2 separate regions of the Sus scrofa genome follow, and region 2 is linked to region 1. The links are chromatin contacts, called in public Hi-C maps. All regions are on one chromosome and are shown on one strand. Each heading gives the region's core, a stretch centred on a gene start, on an enhancer-like site or on the middle of the called end of the contact. The rest is flanking DNA. Distances are from core to core; before and after follow the strand shown.

Region 1 (3,196 bases), core at 370-2,869:
GGGTGGGGGCGGTTTCATTCATTCCTATTCAGCTCCCGGCTCCACCTTTCTTGGTGGAGCCCTGCTGATGCGGGCCGGTGTGGAGAGCAGGGTCACTCTAAAGGATGTAGACAGCCTGGATCTGAACATGGCTCAATTCACTGAGGTGGTCTCCGAACCCCAACCCCCCCCCGCCCCCCGCATAACTGCTCAGGACCAGGCTCCCCCCAGAGGGACAGCGCCTTGTGCCTTCTGTGTCTTGGTCCCTGACCCTTCTCCTTCCGCTTCCCAACCCACAATTTTTTTCAGCAAAGGAACTGTAAACTAGAATCACCCAAAGAAAGACATTGGGGATACGTTCTCCATCCCATATGGAAGCGTTTGCTTTTTGTAGAGCGAAAGAAGTCTGGCCAGAGCTGCAGGAGATGGACGTGAACATGAAGCCAAGAAGGCTGGGACCAGAATGGGGGTCCAGGGAAACCCACCTTCTGAATGTCCCCAGACTCCACCAGATTGGCCCTGATGGTTCTGCTGGAAGTGAGGGCCTTCGGATAAAGGGGAACTTTGTTGGATGAGAGGAGGCATGAGTTGGAGGCGGGGCAGAGGGAGACGGAGCCAAAAGATCTTATCAGCACAGTCCTGGGAGGTCCTGCGAAAAGGGAGGAGAGAGAGCCAGCCAATGAAGGGAGTCCATCCTCAGTTCAGATCTGGTCTTTGAAAGACCCCTGGACTTAAATCAAAGGAGCTAGAACCTCCAGGAAACCCCTTTGGCCACTGAGTGGCATCCAGTCACCTAACCCCCTCTGTACCCTGTGACACAGGGATGATCACAAGAGATCGTTGGCAGAGATGAAATGGGGAATGCACCTGAAGGTGCCTCCATCCAGAGATGGTCAGAAGATGCTTGCCCCGTGGTTTGAAGCATTTTCTTTAGCCCTCTTCTACACTTGCTGATGCCTGGGCGGAGGGAGAAGGAGGCATCATCAGAGTGCACATTTTATGGAATAAAAGAGTGGTCGTGGGGCCTTTGACAGTCCTCGAGAGGCTGACCCCAGAGGCCGGCATCCAGGTCAGGTCAGGGAGAGGGAGAGTGGACCTGGCCTAGCCCCAGGTGGACAAGGCCAGGGCTCCAAGCACCCAGACACTTGAGCTTTCCAGGGAAGCCCCCCAGTTTGGCACATCAGATTTGGCAAATAAGCCAAGGGAAAATCAGTGCCAATTATTTTCCAGGACTCCCATTCTCTCTAATGTGTTAGATCCCTGTTACCCTCCACCAGGGGCAAACGTTTATCTTGTTCTCTCAGTGGTGAGCTGGGCTAAGACACGGTCCCTGACAAAGTTAAGGCTGTGTGTGTGTGTATTTTAAAGTAGCTTTAATGTGTTCTTTTTAAAGTACTTAGAGCAAAGAAATAACACACATTGCAATAAACTTGACTTCTGAAAAATCCTCTCCTTCCTACAGGGGAGCAATTTTGGTTTTTTAGGAACTTATTTGTTATCAAGACAAAAGTCTTAGCAGTTGGGATTTCAGCCTTCAAGTTTTCCTTTTCCCTTCCTCGTGTGTAATTTCAAACCCTTCGGAGGACCCTTGGCCTGGACTTGGTGAATGCGGCTCAATGGTGCCCCCTAAAGGCCAACAGGAAGGAGTGCAGCAAACGAGGACAAGGCAAGGAACCTGGAGGAACCAGCCCAGAAGGGTCAGGGTCTCAGCCCAATGGCAGAATCAGTAAAACCAAGTCGCTCCATTTCTCCCTCATTCTGACGCCACTTCCCTGGCCCTGTGTGTGCCCACGCAGTCACAAAAGACTGGGCTTTGGCGTAAAACAGGCCTTGGATTGAATTCCAGCAAAGACAAGTCACTTTACCTCTCTGACTCTGTTTCCCGTTCTGTATGACATGGATGCAAAGTAGTTGGATTGCTGGCCATGCCACAGGCTCCATTCCAAGTGTTTGGCATGTCTTAAGCCATGTCTTAATCCTCACAAAACCCCTCTGATTTCTATGCTATTATTATCCACTTTATACAAATGAGAAAACGAAGGCCCAGAGTTAGAAACCTTCACAGCCCATCACTGGCAGAACCAGGTTGGCATCCTGGTGGTGTGGTCAGGGGGGGCCAGGACTCAACCATACCTCCCATCTCCCCCAGACTTCCTGGCACACCCTGCCCCCCCCCCCCACTTTGCTTCCAGGACTGGGAAGGAAAACATAAACCTTCACTCTGGGCCTGGCACAGGGTAAATGCTCAATACCTAAGAGCTGTCATCAGGTTCTCATTCTTGGCTGACCATTTTGACTTCTCTGTGCCTCAGTTTCTTCATCTGGAGAATGGGTCTGTGAAACACCCTACCAGGCACCTTCAAGGGCACATTTTGTGCTAACCTAAGAAACTCATAGAATCGACTAGTCAAAGCAGTCAGTTCACCTCTCAGGTCATCTCCTGATCAATGACGAGAAGCAGTTGGTGATCCTCAAGAACCAACACCTTGGCTTCGGTGACATTTAAGCCATTTCTGTTGACCTTGGAGAGAGAGACGGTGCCTCGAGGATTGCAGGTGTGAAAGCCAAGACCCTCCCTGAGCTCTTCCTTCAGTCTGGCCCTTGCTGAGGGTTCCGGGAGCCTTTGTTACAGGAAGGCTGTGATGAGGAAACGGGCTGGGAGGCAGAGGGTGGTCCGTGGGCTGACCAGTCGTCCAACCCCCCCCCACCACCACCACCTGTGACACAGAGCTGATGTTCCCCACCATTCACCGGGATGTGGCATAAGACCAGGGCATGCAGGGGACAGTCTAATTAGTTGGGCTGAACTCCTCGTCCCATGCTCAGGTAGGAGAGAGAATCCAACACAGGTTAGGGCCCAGAGAGGTTACCAGACACCCAGGGAACTGGTAAAAAGCAATAACTGAGAAGATGATTGCAATTTAAAACTTGATTAAGGAGTTCCTGTCAATGGAAACGAATATGACTAGCATTCATGAGGACGCAAGTTCAATCCCCAGCCTCGCTCAATGCATTAAGGATCCGGTGTTGCCGTGAACTGTGGTGTAGGTCGCAGACATGGTTTGGATCCTGCATTTCTGTGGCTGTGGTGTAGGCCAGCAGCCACAGCTCCGATTTGACCCCTTGCCTGGCAACCTCCATATGCTGTGGGTTCGGCCCTAAAAAGACAAAACAACCCACTTGATGAACTCCTGTGTGTCTGGCTTTTTTTTTACTT
Region 2 (3,196 bases), core at 436-2,935, 210 kb after region 1:
GAGTTCCCACCACCTCCTCCAGGCCTGGCGGAGAGAGGTCTTTGCTTGCATCTCCGGATCCCAAACCTCGACTGCCTTTCAGTCCAGCGGTGGCTGGGTGGGTGAGAGGGAACTATGGAGACAAATGGGGGGGAGTCCCTGGGAGGGTGGGGAGTCCCTGGGAGGGGGGGTCCCTCCTTCTCCGTCAGTGTAAGGAGGCTGGAGCCTGGGGCCATGGCCAATATCTTGAAGAGGTTTGGGGAAGGCTGCCCTGCCAGCCAGAGGGGGTTGTTCAAAGCTCAGGGAGGGCTGGAGTCTGAAAAAGGTATGGGTGGTAGGAAGGAGGAAAGGCCAAACTCCAAGCATTACAGAAGGCAGATAGAAGAGCTAGCAGGGGGGAAAAAAAAAAAAAGAGCAACAAGGGAATAACCTGAGGACGTAGAAAGAAGATGCAGTAACCTTTACTGTCCAGGTCAGATCACAGGAGGGCAGGGCAGGGAGACTGGAGACTGGTACACATCTTGTTGGCGTCTCCTGTGGTCCCTCCAAGCCCTAGCATCACTAGGACCACTAGTTAGGAGACCTCCCATCCCAGGATCAGGCTGACCTGAGACCGAGGAGTGAGAATTATCTCGGCAAAGTGAAAATGCCCGCAGGCTCAGCCACGAGTAAAGCAGGCTCCAGAATTGCAAGAAAAGGATGGCTTGGTAGTACCTGATGCTCTTAGTAGTACATGCCCTTAGTAATATATGAAGCTCTTAGTAATACATGATGGCTTAGTAGTGTATGATTGCCACAGTCATTAACCAGAGCTGGTTTTTGGTTTTGTTGTTGTTGTTGTTGTTTTTAGAGATAAAATCATGCTTAAGGGCATGTAATTTGTTGATTCTACAACTCATTAGAAAACCAGTGTCCAGGTCTTTGGAGTCACCTAAGACACCAAAAGGTCCTGATTCAGAGATGTGCGGTGGGGTCCAGGGATTCTGACCTTTTAACAAATACTTAAAGGTGTATATGGACACAGCCCAGCCTGGTAGGCACCCTCAGTGGTGTGCTGGTAAACTTTTAACAACTGGCTCGTGAGGAGAGTTCCCGTTGTGGTGCAACGGAAATGAATCCAACTAGGGACCGTGAGGTTGTGGGTTCGGTCCCTGGTCTCGCTCAGTGGGTTAAGAATCCGGCATCGCCGAGAGTTGTAGTGTAGGTTGCAGACGTGGCTCGGATCTGGCTGTGGCTGTGGCATGGGCTGGCAGCTGTAGCTCCGATTAGATCCCTAGCCTGGGAACCTCCACATGCCGCGGTAGTGGCCCTAAAAAAACAAACAAACAAACCAAAAAAAAAAAAAAAAAAAAACTGGTTCTTGAGATGGAGTGGCAGTAGGGGGCCTGATTTGTAGTGTTTGCTAGTTTCCAGCACATAAAGACTTCCCTGTGGCCTATTTTTGGCTACCAATGTGAAGCGTGTGGATTCAGAGCCTGGAGAAGAAGCACCCCCTCAGCTCTTGTCACTAGGAGCCCCTGGAGACCCACAGCGATGAAGCGACAGCTCCTTGGGGACAGAGCCAGGGAAGGAACATGGATTCAGGGCTCTGCCCACGGTGAAGCCAGGCTGCCCTCTCAGCTGGCAGAGATCACACCCATACAGCCCCAGGATAAGCCCCACACCCTGGCGCCTTTGACCACAGCCAGAGCAAAACCAGGAAGCAGAACAAGAAACAAACACTATTGCCTGCCTTCCCTTCCTCTTCACCCTGTGATATTGGTGTTCTTAAGAATGTGGGTGGCTGAGTACCCAACTTCAGGGTACTCTGGGGGGAAAGTGAAAGAGGCCAGAGAAAAATTCTGAGAAATGTGGGTAGAATCTTACCAAAGATGGGAGGTCGAACAGAAGGCACATTGCCAGTGGCATCAAAGACACTTGGGGCTATGTGCTGACGCAGTGGGTAGCAGAGTGAGGTCATCCTGGGAGAAACAGGACCAAGAGAAGGGCATGGTTCATCCACATAAGAAAATAACAGAAATGAGGAGTTCCCATTGTGGTGCAGCAGAAGCAAATCCAACTAGGAACCATTGGGTTTGCGGGTTCGATCTCTGGCCTTGCTCAGTGGGTTAAGGATCTGGCGTTGCCGTGAGCTGTGGCTTAGGTCGCAGACACAGCTCAGATCTGGCATTGCCATGGCTGTGGCGTAGGCCAGCAGCTGTAGCTCCCATGAGACCCCTAGCCTAGGAAGCTCCATATGCTGTGAGTGCGGCCCTAAAAAGCAAAAAACAAAACAAAACATGGGCTTATCAGACACAACTTAGAATAGATTTACAAGGAAATCCTGCTGAATAGCATTGAGAAGTATGTCTAGATACTCATGTTGCAACAGAAGAAAGGGTGGGGGAAAAACTGTAATTGTAATGTATACATGTAAGGATAACCTGACCCCCTTGCTGTACAGTGGGAAAATAAAAAAATAAAAAAAAAACAAAAAACAGAAATGAAGTTCTCATGAAAACAGCAAAAGAAGCATCTAAGAAGATTCTCCAAACCTCTGGAAGTTTAGAGATGGCTGTTGCTGGAGACATCCCCTTGCATGAAATCGGGTTTCCAGTTGTTGAGGCGTCTGCTAGTTCTTCCTCATTCCAAGCTCTTATACATAGCATCTTGGAATTAGGGAGTTTCTTCTAGAGATGGGAAAAACAGAATATGTCCAAGATGGCACTGCTCTGTATTAGTTCAGCAGCAGGTAGAATTCAAATGTCCTAGATCTAGTCCAGGCCTAGATCTTTTTCTGGATCCCTAAATGCTGCAATGTATCAGCTCTAAGTTATCTTTTCAAAAAATTGAAGTAGACTTGATGCACAATACTGTGTAAGTTACAAGTGTACAATATAGTGATTCACCGTTTTTAAAGGTTACACTCCATTTATAGTTATTATAAAGTATTGGCTCCATTCCCCATGCTGCATACTACATCTCTGTAGTTTATTTCATCCATAATAGCTGCTATGTCTCAATCCCTCGACTGCCCTCCCCTCTGCCCTCTCTCGGCTGGTAACCACTAGTTTGTTCTCTAATCTGTGCATCTGTTGCTGCTTTTGTTATATTCCCCAGTTTGTTGTTAAGTTATCTTTTGTTTAAAATTATGAAAGAGGAGTTCCCGTCGTGGCTCAGTGGTTAAGGAATCTGACTAGTATCCATGAGGTGGAGGGTTCAATCCCTGGCCTCACTC

What was found. Hi-C and Micro-C count contacts between places; a contact is called where the count stands out from the background.
Region 2: a contact with region 1 is called in a Hi-C map of retroperitoneal adipose tissue, with 2.2 times the contacts expected there. The contact joins two enhancer-like sites. A contact is called at or near these places in 16 of 47 Hi-C or Micro-C datasets (alveolar macrophages, brain, embryonic fibroblasts and 10 more) and 1 of 2 datasets of contacts at active chromatin or transcription factors (skeletal muscle).

Annotation. Positions count from the first base shown.
Region 1 is chr9:55,557,997-55,561,192 of Sscrofa11.1, forward strand. No RefSeq gene overlaps it. Among named protein-coding and RNA genes, the nearest start is that of ETS1, 47 kb to the left of the region's middle. Within about 2 kb of position 1,620, at least 16 of the 83 cell types and tissues checked have an H3K27ac peak or open chromatin away from gene starts, as enhancers often do. A contact at or near this core is called in retroperitoneal adipose tissue, where this site is marked.
Region 2 is chr9:55,764,891-55,768,086 of Sscrofa11.1, forward strand. No RefSeq gene overlaps it. Among named protein-coding and RNA genes, the nearest start is that of KCNJ1, 46 kb to the right of the region's middle. Within about 2 kb of position 1,686, at least 2 of the 83 cell types and tissues checked have an H3K27ac peak or open chromatin away from gene starts, as enhancers often do. A contact at or near this core is called in retroperitoneal adipose tissue, where this site is marked.